2 separate regions of the Oryctolagus cuniculus genome follow, and region 2 is linked to region 1. The links are chromatin contacts, called in public Micro-C maps. All regions are on one chromosome and are shown on one strand. The core of a region is the stretch at or near the end of the contact, and the rest is flanking DNA. Distances in the headings are between cores, read along the strand shown. Region 1 holds the start of EIF5B (eukaryotic translation initiation factor 5B). Region 2 holds the start of MITD1 (microtubule interacting and trafficking domain containing 1).

Region 1 (6,743 bases), core at 1,933-4,432:
AGTGCCTCAAGTCTCTTTTCTTTGAGGCGTTCCAATTCATCCTCGTCCATCTGATCCAGTTTCTGAATTTCAGAATCCAAATGTTCTTCCACCAGCTTGGTAGTCTGAAGCAACTGGTTCTCCAGGACTTTGGAAAACATGTCGACAGATGCGTCTGCTTCCATTCTTCCAAATGGCACAGTTCAGCCTTGGGCTGGGAAGAGAGTTTACAAAAACAGAAAAGCCAACAATCAGCAAGCAGCTTTCTCTCTTACTTTCACAACTTCTGCAGTCGGTACTCTGTGTACGTCACGGACTACTGTGTCAGCACCCGAGCATTTGACATTAGGCTTAATAATTTTCAATTAAACGTTCCACCCAAAAGCTTAGACAGTAATTGTAGGTGTTTCTTAGTCTTTGTCTAAACTGAAGCAAAGATAGACAAAGACAAATCTTTACAACCACAACCAGACCACAGAACCATGAGTTGTGAAGTGATAATTAGTGATTATACTGATAATCAGTATTCTTTACCAAATGGAAAGGGAAGCAAAACAGATGTGGCTGTGAACAGTGATAATTTATAACTACTGAAGTTTTACACATACAGCATGTACATTTATCAAACCTTGGTCCAACAGAGAGTTCAGTCCATTAGATTGTTTTATGATCACTGCCCAAGTGAGTTTCATGTCTTTAACTCCTAAGGAACCGTGTCAGAATTTGTGTAAGAGGGCAGCGTCAGGTGTTCTATAAGCGTTAGTGTCCGTTCCTACTCTCCTATACCTAACAGAATCTATGAGACTGTAAAAAGTAATACTGGATTCAATTTATTTAAAGCCAGTGTACTTAGCTTTGATGTAAAATAAACACTTCAAATATGTTTAAAACATGGATGCCACCCCACAACCATCACTCCACTGTGTAAATGTCTTAAAATTCAATTCAGATGAGAAAAGATCTAAAGTGCAGCATATGTTTTAAAAGAAATGGTGTGTTTTCTACCAGCAACAAAGGGCGATTTTATGTCTGAGTTATTACCATAGAAATACGATTTATAATTTGCCTGCCAAAGCAAATTATAAATGGGAGACCTGGAAGAAGTGAGCTACGGCACATTTACAAATATAGGCTGAGCATCTCTAATGCAAAAACCTGAAATGTTCTAAAATCTAACTTGTTGAGCAACAACATTATAGCAGCCACTTAAAGTCCCATACCTGATCTGATGTGATGTCAAAATGCAAGTGCACTAAAAATATTATACAAAATACCTTCAGGTTAGATGTATAAGATGAAAATAAAAGGTAAGTAAATTTCATGTTTTGACTTGGGTCCCATTGCCAAGATAACTCATCATGTATATGCATATATAGTTCAAAATCTGAAAATAACTCATCGTGTACATGCATATACTCCAAAATCTGAAGAAAAAAATCCAAGATCCAATACGCTTCCAGTTCCAAGCATTTCAGATAAGGAACAGTCAGCCTGTGTTACTGAAGATCTTAGAAATCTGAGTAAGAAACTGAATTAGCACAACATCAACGCTGGGAAAGAGACGGAGCTGTACTCCGACTACAGTAAGAGACTCTCCAGGAAGATGTCAGAGGCCTGCGCCGCTCGGGGCGGGGACCAGCCCCAGGCGAGACGGACCCGGGCCTGGGCGGCAGCACCTGCTACCGCCAGGGGCTCGGCGACGCTCACGCCCGGGGTTTTCAAAGAACAAGCTCAGCACTGCGGAATCGTGGGGGCGGCTGGCGGTCGTGACCCCATCCCGGAGGGGGTCAGGAGACGGACGGAGGTCCTGGTAACTTTTCAGCCTCTGATTTCTCCTTTTCTACAGCTCCAGTGGGAGGGAGGGGCGCGGCCCCGCGGGTCCTCTAATCCCCGACCCACTCCCCTCCAGGCAGACGACCAAATGACCAAGGGCCCACGTCCTTAGCAGCAGCCCCGGGAACCAACAATAACCCCGCCACTCCCTGGGCCCCCGGGACCAGACCAGCGCTCAGTTCCGGCAGCCCTGAGGGCAACGCCCCCGGGCGCATGCGCCGAGCCGCCGCCGCCGCCCGGACACCGGCGTCCCGGCCGCGCCCCTCCCCCAGCCGCAACGCTGAGCAGCGGTCTCTCACGTACCACCGGGCCGCGGTGGCTGGTTCTGCCGCACCACCCTCTGCCTCACCCAAGCTCTCGCCGATTCCTGAGAAGCGACGGTAACAGCCGCTTAACAAGAGCGGTCCACTCTGGTTTCAGCCTCTCAGCCGCTGCCGGCGGGCGCGGACATGCGTCACTTCCGCCTTCTCATTGGCTGCGGTCGTCTCGCGATACAATCTACATTGCCCGAGGGAGGGGGAGGCTGGGCGTATGGCAAGCGCCTCTACGCATGCGCCCTCCCCCCATGCCCTGTGGTCGGGACCTGAGGCTCCTCCCTCGGGGTAAACTGCACGGCGGGAAAGGCCGCAAAGTATCCTGGAACTTGTAGTTTCTTCGGGAACAGCTGGGGTTGTCCAACTTTCTTAGGCACCGTGCCTCAGCACTCATATTACATCAGAAACACAGGAGCTAGACCGTGCTCGGGAGCTGACACTCGAACTCGTTTCTGTTGTCTTTTGAACGTTGCCCTTTGTTCTAAAATGGTGGTCTAGCCTGTACAACAAGACAGAATTTCCCGTTAACACCCAAAAACCAAAGCCCGAGTCCAGAGATGGAACATTTCCACCCCTCCAGTAGGTTCTTCCGTGACGGGATTTATAGAACTCGTTCTGTAAATGTCCCTGTGCGCTTCTTGTAGTGACTGTCCATACTCGTCATTCATAATCCACGGACGTTGGCGAGAGGTTCCCATTTTGTCCTGGCACCTCAGAGGGGGCTCATCATGGGTTCATCGTGATTCTTTACCGAACTAACTGCTTCTAAGAATACAGGGGCATAAAGGAAGCTCAGGACCTGCTTCTGAGCCGCCTGCCAGCCCCCCAGCCCTGCCTTCTCGCTCGGGGCCCCTGGGCTGACGTGGAGGAACCGGCAGCCTCATTGTCCCCCTCCGGGTTCTAGAACCTGGAAGGCGCGCGGGCGTCCGTGCAAGGCGCACGCGTGCGGGCAGGGGGCGCTCGGGCTCCTGCCTGGCCGGCCGGGCAGCTGCGGACGCTCTATCTGCCGCGCAGCTCTCGATGAGCCGCGCCTTGCGTCCCCACGCCGAGGCGGCGGGGCGATGCGCTTGCGCACTGAGAGCCCACACCATATGTGCCCTGTCCCAGTGCGCGCGTCTGTGGAGAGCCGGGTGCGAGAGGCGGCAGCGCGGAGCAGAGCGGAGCCCCAAGTCGGCGTGGGGGACGGTGGGTCTGTGAGAGACCGGATAGAGGGGTTGGAGTCGCGAGGACCGCTGACAAGCGATGGGGAAGAAGCAGAAAAACAAGAGCGAAGACAGGTAGCCACAGTGGCTCTGGGTCCGAGGGGCGCGGGGCTGGACCGGGGTGGAGGCTCGTGAGGAGGCTCGCGGGGCTCCGGGCCCGGCCCCACAGGCGGCAGCGCGGATCCCAGACCCCAGAGGCGGGCGGGCGGGCGCGGGGGGCTGCGGCGGCGGGCGGGTCCTCCCGGCTGGGCTCGGTCTCCCCGCCGCCCCTCGGCCTGAGGAGCAGGGCGGTCGTGCGGGGGCCCCGGGCCGGCCGCGCGGGGAGGGCTTGGGGCGGCCGCGCCGGGCCCGGGAGGGTGGGAGCTGGCTTTTCGGGCTGAGTTGGCGAAGAGTTCTTTCTGTGCCTTTGTGAGTAGTCGGGGGCAGAGAAGGGAGCCCGCAGCCCGCGGGGGCTTCCTCTCTGGGGCGCTGGAGTTGGGGAACCACTTAGGAGCGCGCTGCCCTTGCACTTCAGTGTGCTGTGCGCTGACTGCTGGAGGATTTACGGACTGATTGTCCGACTCCACGCCTCTCGCCTGCCTTCTTCCGGCCTGTCTTTTGGTAATTTTGCTCTCTAGCACCTCCCCTAAGACAGGACGGGGAGATGAAGCGAACCAACCAGGGTCGCTCGGTTCTGCCACTGAAAAGGTTTTTTTTTTTTTTTTGGTGGGTGGGGGTGGATAACGTTGCTATCCTATTTTTGGAACATTTCTGTGTGTTACGTTCGATGGAGTTCTCTCTCCTTTTCAACGAGAGTTTACTTCCTGGGAGTGAGCGACATCTGTTACTTTTCACCTTTGTACCAAACTTAGTTTAAATACCAGGGGACAGTAAGGTAGACTCGGAACACAGCAAAACGTGTGCTAATTCATCATTCGGACCCACAGGAAGAGGTCTTGAGGTTAAAATCAAGTTCCTAAGTAAAATGGGAATCCAGGATTGTTTGCTCACCTAGCACTTACGTGGTTGACAAGGAGCGCCCTCTGTTTCAGTTTCAGGTGTATCGGAGGAAGTTAATTGATTTGAACGTTTATTCAAACGAGAGGAACTTATTTCTGAGAGGTTTAGTGGACACACATTTCTGTACTTTGGATACGTTTCTGTTGCATGGGATACTTTTTTTTTAATAATCAGAAAAATTTTAGCTGTATACAAACGCCAGAATAATGAAAGTTCATGAATTAATTGTGTCATTGTTAGCACCGCCCGCGAATTCTGCTTGTTGCACTTGCTGGATATTTCAGAGCAGACCTGGGTAGCCTTTCATTTGTAGCTCTATCAGGTGTATCTGATAGAGAAACTCATGAAAAAGAAAGGCACAGAAATATAAAACACAACCATATGTCACCATCAGACCTAAAGAACATCGATAGTGATTCCTTAAATGTTATCAGACATTCAGTTTTCCAGTTTTCCTGATTGACTTATTAAAATTTGTTTTCCAGATTGGTTTCTTTGGGTCACAGTTGTACAGGTGTATTCTTTAGATTGAAAAATACATGCATATGTTATAGTTCCAGTTTGACGGTCCAGACTATTTTACGACAAGAGGAGGGCAGATATTTATTTTTGTCTGTATTTTTAGAGAAAATTGAATGTCTTATTGATTCATAAAGATTTCCCTGGATGGTGTGAAGTTCAAATTGCAAACACCAGAGCTTGTTAAATGATTGGTTGGATAGTGTAGGAGCAGTGCTACTGGGTTTTTCACCTCCTGAAACCAATCTGTGGTCTTTTTATTTTTTGGCTCATGCTTTAGGGAAAGCAGTTGCAGTGTAATTTAAAAACATGCATTTATCTTCTCACATATCAATATGACATTCATATATATATTTTAAAAAATGCTTCATGGACTTCTTTGCTTGAGTTTGAAATTGTACCTAAGAAATCCCGAAGTTGTGCCCCGTTGGCCGGAACTGCTTGGCTCTTTTGCTTTGGTTCTGCAGGAGTTATTAAAGGTGAGGAAAGGGAAGTTCTCCGGCGTTGTGAGTCTGTTTTTTCCCCATCGTGTTTGTCAATAGTCTTTCTTCAAGAGTATTTCACATATTTATCATAGGAACCCAAGTCTAGCCTGAGTAGAAAGTCTGGGGGAAAAGGTCCTGTTTGAGGATTACTGTTCTTATTAGACAAAATGAGAAAAATGTCCTAAATTCTCCTGTAGAAAGATCCCCGCTTTAAAGATTTTGCTGTCATCCTGCCTCCCCTCCCCAAGCTGAACATGTGGCTGGGCAGAACTGGGCGAGAAGTGAACTCTTGCTTGTTTAGTTACCAAGATGAGGCTTTAAAAAAGTTTTTGGAAAGAACTTAAAATAGTTGACTGTTCTTAACCCTTATGTGGAATTATTCCTTATTTTAGCTTGTTAGCCACTCGATGCTGATTTCTAGTTTTATTTCATCTAATTTTATTCGTATAACATGTTCTGTTGCATCAGTGACTGCGATGTAGTATTCTTGTCTACATTTTTTTCATTCTAGATCTTTGTTTAAAGATCAAATTCTATTGCATCTTCTGTTACTCTGACAATGAGATTGATAAGATGTTTAGCGAGTTTTTCTTTTAATTGGGGAAACTCTTGAGACAAAGGATAGGATTCAGGTGAAGCAGTTTAAGGCAGTGCTTCCATTCCTTTCCAAAGCCTCCCTGTCCTGAGTTTGCCTGATGAAACCTTGGATGTTCCGGTGATATCCTGCTCTCCCTTTACACAGTACAGTGAATGTTCTGCTGGTGTGTGCAGAGAGGAAAGGATCAAGACCGACTTTTTTCTTTCTTACCATTAGTCTCCAGTTCTTCATTCTGGTATTTTTCTTTTCTTTTTCTTTTTTTTTTTTTTTTTTTTTTTTTTTGACAGGCAGAGTTGACAGAGAGAGAGACAGAGAGAAAGGTCTTCCTTTGCCGTTGGTTCACCCTCCAATGGCTGCCGTGGCTGGCGCACTGCGGCTGGCGCACCACGGCCGGCGCACCGCGCTGATCCGATGGCAGGAGCCAGGTGCTTCTCCTGGTCTCCCATGGGGTGCAGGGCCCAAGCACTTGGGCCATCCTCCACTGCACTCCCGGGCCACAGCAGAGAGCTGGCCTGGAAGAGGGGCAACCGGGACAGAATCCGGCACCCCGACCGGGACTAGAACCCGGTGTGCCGGCGCCACAAGGCGGAGGATTAGCCTAGTGAGCCGCGGTGCCGGCCCTTTTCTTTTTCTTTTTTAAAGACTTATCTTATTTATTTGAAAGGCAGAGTTACAGAGAGGTAGAGCCAGAGAGAGGGAGGGAGGGAGGGAGGTCTTCCATCTGTTGGTTCACTCCCCAAATGACTGCAATGGCCAGAGCTGCACCGATCTGAAGCCAGGAGCCAGGAGCTTCTTCCTTGTCTCCCACGTGGGT
Region 2 (6,075 bases), core at 2,449-4,948, 150 kb before region 1:
GCTGGCTGCAACGGGTGGAGCTGCACCAATCTGAAGCCAGGAGCCAGGAGCTTCTTCCGGGTCTCCCACATGGGTGCAGGAGCCCAAAGACTTGGGTCATCTTCCACTGTTTTCCCAGGCCACAGCAGAGAGCTGGATCAGAAGTAGAGCAGCCAGGTCTCAAACTGGCACCCATATGGGATGCCAGTGCTCCAGGCCAGGGCGTTAACCCACTGTGCCACAGTGCTGGTCCCAGAGTAGTCCTTTCTAAGTCACCACCCTTGGTCAATAATTGGCACTGTAGACCCACCCCCACCATAAAAATAAGCTGACAACACATGTACATTAGACTGTGTGGAGTGCAATTAAAAGACAATAAAGCGCTGGCATCGCAGCTCACTAGGCTAATCCTCCGCCTTGCGGCGCCGGCACACCGGGTTCTAGTCCCGTTCGGGGCGCCGGATTCTGTCCCGGTTGCCCCTCTTCCAGGCCAGCTCTCTGCTGTGGCCAGGGAGTGCAGTGGAGGATGGCCCAAGTGCTTGGGCCCTGCACCCCATGGGAGACCAGGATAAGGACCTGGCTCCTGCCATCGGATCAGCGCGGTGCGCTGGCTGCAGCGCGCCGGCCGTGGTGGCCATTGGAGGGTGAACCAACAGCAAAGGAAGACCTTTCTCTCTGTCTCTCTCTCTCACTGTCCACTCTGCCTGTCAAAAAAAAAAAAAAAAAAAAAGACAATAAAGCAAGGAAAGAGAAGAGGGAGTGTTACGGGTAGGTTGTAATTTTATACTAGAGGTCAGGGAAGGCTCCCCATGGGTGGTATTTGTGTAAAGAAAAGGAGGGAGAGGAGGGCATACTCCTAAGAGAGGCAAACCCTGAAGTGCATCTGTAACTATGTCACTCTTCTGTAAGATCCTTAAGTAGTATGTCTTTATCTGAGGAAGGGTTAAAATCTTTTGGCAGCCAAGGCAAACCACAGTGTGATCCAAGTCCCAATCTATAAAACTTGTCACTCTTCCTTACACATATGCTGGAACAAACTGAACTTCTTACTTAGTACAAAAGCACAGACAGGGGCCAGCACTGTGGCGCAGTGGGTAGAGCTCCACCTGCACTGCCAGTATCCCATCTGGGCGCTGGTTTGAGACCTGGCTGCTCCCCTTCCAGTCCAGCTCTCTGCTGTGGCCTGGGAAAGCAGCAAATGGCCTGAGTCTGAGGGTCCCTGCACCCATGTGGGGGATCTAGAAGAAGCTCCAGGCTCCTGGCTCCTGGCTTCGGATTGGCCCAGCTCCGGCCATTGTGGCCATGTAGGGAGTGAACCAGTGGATGGAAGACCTCTCTCTCTGTCTCTCTGCCTTTGTAACACTGACTTTCAAATAAATAAATAAATCTTAAAAAAAAAAAAAAAGCGCAGACAGAATCTGAATATTCTTTGCTGAATTTCTGACTTCTAAGATTCTAGCTTTTTCTCCAAAACCCCTATCAAATCACACCTCTCCCTGTACATCCCCACATGACCTCTGACTGTTAAATCCTCACTGCACTTGTCCACATCCCTTTCCGGTTCTTACTCCCAGTATTAGCACTCGTGTTTTGGGTCATAACCTGTCTCTGTCATGTCACTGTCTCTGTAACCCCCGTGTAATCACTGAAGCACACCAGAGGAGAATTCCTGTGCCTGTCCTACTTCACATTCGAGAGCAGCCAGGACTTGAGCAGTGCTCCACCTGACAACACTGTACACGGTCTCTTTCTAGAATTCAGTGTAACAGTCACTGAGGCCTGGGGCTCCACTCACAGCTCTGTCACCACCACCAAGATGCAGAACTAGGAACACTTCTCCGTCACAGGGCAATTGTAAAGATGAAACCAGATGGTGCTTTTAATGTGTGCTGCACAGAGTCAGACCCTGAGCGCTCAGATGACGTAGCTACATTTGTTGTTGATTTGGTCATCATCACTATCATCACCATCCTCCTCATCACCTTCTTCATCTTCATCATCACCAAAAGGGCCCTGCCCACAGTGGAGTTTACAGTTCTGAGAAAAGCACCAAACCTTGGAGGATGCCTTCTGCTGTGTCAAAATCTCTGTAACACTTAAACTAGAACAAATTAGAAAGCAGAGAGAGAGCCAGATCTAGGCCTTACTGGGGTGAGGGAGCAGGGATCAATTTTTTTTATAATTTTTTCTTTTTTTAAGATTTATTTCTTTGAAAGGCAGAGTGACAGAGAGTTCTTCCATCAGCTGGTTCACTCTCCAAATGGCCACAACAGACAGGGCCGTGCCAGGCCAAAGCCAGGAGCCAGGAGCCCCTTCCTGGTCTCCCATGTGGGTGCAGGGGCCCAAACACTTGGGCCATCTTTCGCTGCCCTCCCATGCACATCAGCAGGGAACTGGATCGAAGTGGAGCTGCAGGGATTCCATATGGGATGCCAGCTTAACCCATCAGGCCACAATGCCAGACCTGATCATAATCAATTATACACACAATTACTAAGCGTCTTCGATGAGCCAGGGGTTGTGATACTTGGGTACTGCTCAACACTGAATAACTAGGTAATATGAAAAAACTGTATCCCCCATCTACAATCTTGCAGATTCCTCACAAGGAATTTCAGTACATCCATTTTATAAAACAACCTTTTCTCTTCTATCTCCATGATTTTTAGTTACTTTTACTGAAAATGTTCTAACTGAAGAGGACAAAGTAATGAACATCTTTATTACGCATTATCCAGATTTAAAATGCTTGGCATTTTTGCCTTAGTTGCTTCAACTTTTTTTTTTTTTTTTTTGACAGGCAGAGTGGACAGTGGGAGAGAGAGAGACAGAGAAAGGTCTTCCTTTGCCATTGGTTCACCCCCCAATGGCTGTTCCAGCAGCGCGCTGTGCTGATCCGAAGCCAGGAGCCAGGTGCTTCTCCTGATCTCCCATGGGGTGCAGGGCCCAAGGACTTGGGCCATCCTCCACTGCACTCCCTGGCCACAGCAGAGAGCTGGACTGGAAGGGGCAACCGGGACAGAATCCGGCGCCCCGACCGGGACTAGAACCCAGTGTGCTGGCGCCACAAGGCGGAGGATTAGCCTAGTGAGCCGCGGCGCCAGCCTGCTTCAACTTTTTAATGTAAAGTTACAGATATCATGACATTTCTTTCCCAAACACGCCTGCATCTCTAAAAATTAAGGGCAGTTTTCGAAAAACATCACAATAACAAGGTTAATTTTGTCACCTAATTCATATTGCAACTGCACAAATTGATCCAAAAGTGTCTTTTTAACGTTCGTTAGGTCTCTTATATCTTTTTAAATCTTTACACCCTCTGTGGATTTCACCAACAGACTACTGAAGGAAATAAACCAGCCCAGCTGTCCAGCAGAATATCCCACTTTCTGTTTCGGGTTCCTGGCGGTGTGGAAGAATGGTGTTTAACTCTTTCATGGCATCCCGACACAAAGCAGCTCCTTTGCCCGGCTCCTCCCCTCCGCCGCTCACTGCTTACCTCTCAGAACCTGCAGGAGCAGGTCAATCCCCTCTTGGTAACACACCAGAGCGGGCTGGTACCGGGACTCCGAATCTAGTTCCACCGCCCGACTTAGCACAGTGACTGCAGCCGAGCTGTCCGGTTCGCGTCCCAGCCCAGACTTCGCCATAATCGCGAGCACTGCTCCCGGGCTCAACTCTGGCTGAAGTTCGGGGAAGCCCAGCTGCACTTCCGGGGTGGTCACGTGACATCCATGCGCCTGCGCTCTTTTCCTTTGGGCCTTGAGTGGCAGGATCTGCGCCGGAACTGAAGTGTCGCAGTTCAGCTGTCGCTGCGACGGAAGGTATGAGTGTCGGACCTGGTCGTCCTTCCTCCCCTCCTCTTCCCCTTGGTGGGGAGGTTCAAAGCGGGTGGTTGTCCAGCGTTGATGAATGGTGGGTGAGTGATGAAAATACTGCGTTTTCCGCCAGCAGTCTGAGTCTGGGAACTCTTTCCAAAGCAGATTGATCCCCCGTATTTCATTCTGCGTTGCGGTTCACGGCCGCCCAGGTAGGTCTGTTTCCTAGTCCCATCCCCGGTCGTTTGTCAGATTTCTCTACCATAAAGTTACTTTTTCCAATTTTCCTTCTGTACTCTGGGAGCAGGTCATTAAGCATGGCGCACACCGAGCGAGAAATAGTTTTGCTACACCTTTTAAAAATGAATTATTTGTTGCCTTTCAAAAATACTGATTGGTAGGGTACTTTGTTGAAATCAAAGTGATCAGAGAAGCTAAATGAGTTGCATCAATATAAAATGCTTAGCTCGGAAGGAAGAGGTACGGTGAAATAATTCAGCGTTAAATTGTTGCAGTTGCTGAGGAATTTCTCAGGTCTCTTTTTCAGGAGACACCCTGCTTTGATTCCCACAACTCCATTGTTTTGTCCACATCGCAGGACAATCCTGCAGGGCCTCACTGAGCTAGAATCTGTGGACACTGAAATACAGCGCTTAGCCTGTTTATTTCTCAGAGTATTATTAGCTTTGTGATCATGTAATAATTTCACTATAATAAGAACTGCCATTTATTGAGGACTTCTCATGTACCAGGTACTGTCTCAGGTAGAGTAATTCATTTACGAGACAAAAATTTTCTTTCTTTTCTTGGGGGAGAAATTGAAAAGCATAAGGCCACCTGCCCAAGGTGTGTGTGTGTATGTGTGTGTGTGTATGTATATGGTTCATAAACCTAATGTGTACATATGTGTATATATATATGTATATATGTACACATATGGTTCATAAACCTAATATTTCTGTTTTCAGTATATTAAGCTATAATTGTTTTGTGCCTTACTAGATAAACATGACCTTTTTAGATTATAGAAGTTTTACCTGCATGTTAGAAAATAGTTTAAAAATTAAGCAAGAATCCTTTTCCTTTTTTAGCAGTAAAGTGTTACAATTTAGTGAAAGTGCTGTAGACCAGGACTTAGGAGAAGGGGCTTCCGTGCTGCACACTCTCCTGATAGCTGGATGCACTTGGATGTGGGTAAACTTTCTGGCATGCATTTACTCCTGTAAATTAGGAGTAGTTGATTTCTAATTGTAGGAGTTGGGATTTTTTTAGTCCCTTCTAGCTCTTTAATTTTCTGTGATTCTGTGCCAAGTATCTTTTTAATCTGCCCTCATTGTTGAAGAAGACTTTTAAAATAATGGTAAATTCCCATTTCCTGGCTTTATGGAGTCACCCTTGGTGCTAATTCACTGGGTGAAAATGAGATGTGGTTACTGTATACTGTAGTTACTACCTGGAGTTTTGCAGAACTCTGAATAAAACATTTATTATAAATTAATTTATACCCTTCCTATATTAAAATAACCAAGATTTTACTGTTAAACTTCAACTGTTTATAATTAATTTGCTGCTTTTTAAAATGAGATTTATTTATTTATTTGAAAGGCAAAGTTAGAAAGAGAGATAGAGAGATCTTCTATCCACTGGTTTACTCCCCACATGGCCACAATGGCCAGAGCTGGGCCCATCTGAAGCCAGGAGCCAGGAGCTTCCTCCAGGTCTCCCACATGGATGCAGGGGTCCAGGTATTTGGGCCATCTTCTAGTGCTTTCCCAGGTGCATCATCAGGGAGCTGGATCGGAAATGGAGCACCATGAACCAGTGCCCATATGGGATGTCGGCACCACAGGTGGTGGCTTTGCCTGCTACGCAACAGCCCTGACCCTTGATTTATTTATTTGAAAGGCAGACAGAAAGGGAGCAAGAGAGAGACTTTTCATCCACTTGTTCATTCCCCAAATGCTCACAACAGCCAGGGCTTGGCCTGGATGAAACCAGGAGTCAGGAACTTTGTCTAACTCTCTGACAAGGGTGGCAGAAACCCAAGTATCAGGACCATCATCCGCTGCCTCTCAGGCGCATTAGCAGGAAGCCAGAACCTCGAGCGGAGCGTCACCAGGACGTCATCCAAGCACTGCCATAGGGGTTGTGGGTGTCCTAAGAAGCAGCTTAAACCTCTTTGCCACAATGCCCACCCTTTGCTTACTTTTTTAATATTAGAGAATGTGACACCTGTCTGTTTCCAAGACTTAACTGACCGACGTATCTGTGTTCTAGT

The links. A called contact is a pair of places that touch in the nucleus more often than the background predicts.
Region 2: a contact with region 1 is called in a Micro-C map of ear pinna, with 7 times the contacts expected there. The contact joins the promoter of MITD1 here to the promoter of EIF5B in region 1. A contact is called at or near these places in 3 of 6 Hi-C or Micro-C datasets (ear pinna, psoas muscle and an unstated tissue).

The regions. Positions count from the first base shown.
Region 1 is chr2:109,107,894-109,114,636 of mOryCun1.1, reverse strand. EIF5B (eukaryotic translation initiation factor 5B) reads left to right here and starts at 3,182. Exons shown (of 24, transcript XM_051842650.2): 1 at 3,182-3,403. The coding sequence starts at 3,369. TXNDC9 (thioredoxin domain containing 9) reads right to left here and starts at 2,352. Exons shown (of 5, transcript XM_002709951.5): 1 at 2,162-2,352; 2 at 1-193. The coding sequence starts at 164.
Region 2 is chr2:109,259,281-109,265,355 of mOryCun1.1, reverse strand. MITD1 (microtubule interacting and trafficking domain containing 1) reads right to left here and starts at 3,698. Exons shown (of 6, transcript XM_017339664.3): 1 at 3,479-3,698. The coding sequence starts at 3,629. MRPL30 (mitochondrial ribosomal protein L30) reads left to right here and starts at 3,664. Exons shown (of 6, transcript XM_008253487.4): 1 at 3,664-3,803; 2 at 6,075.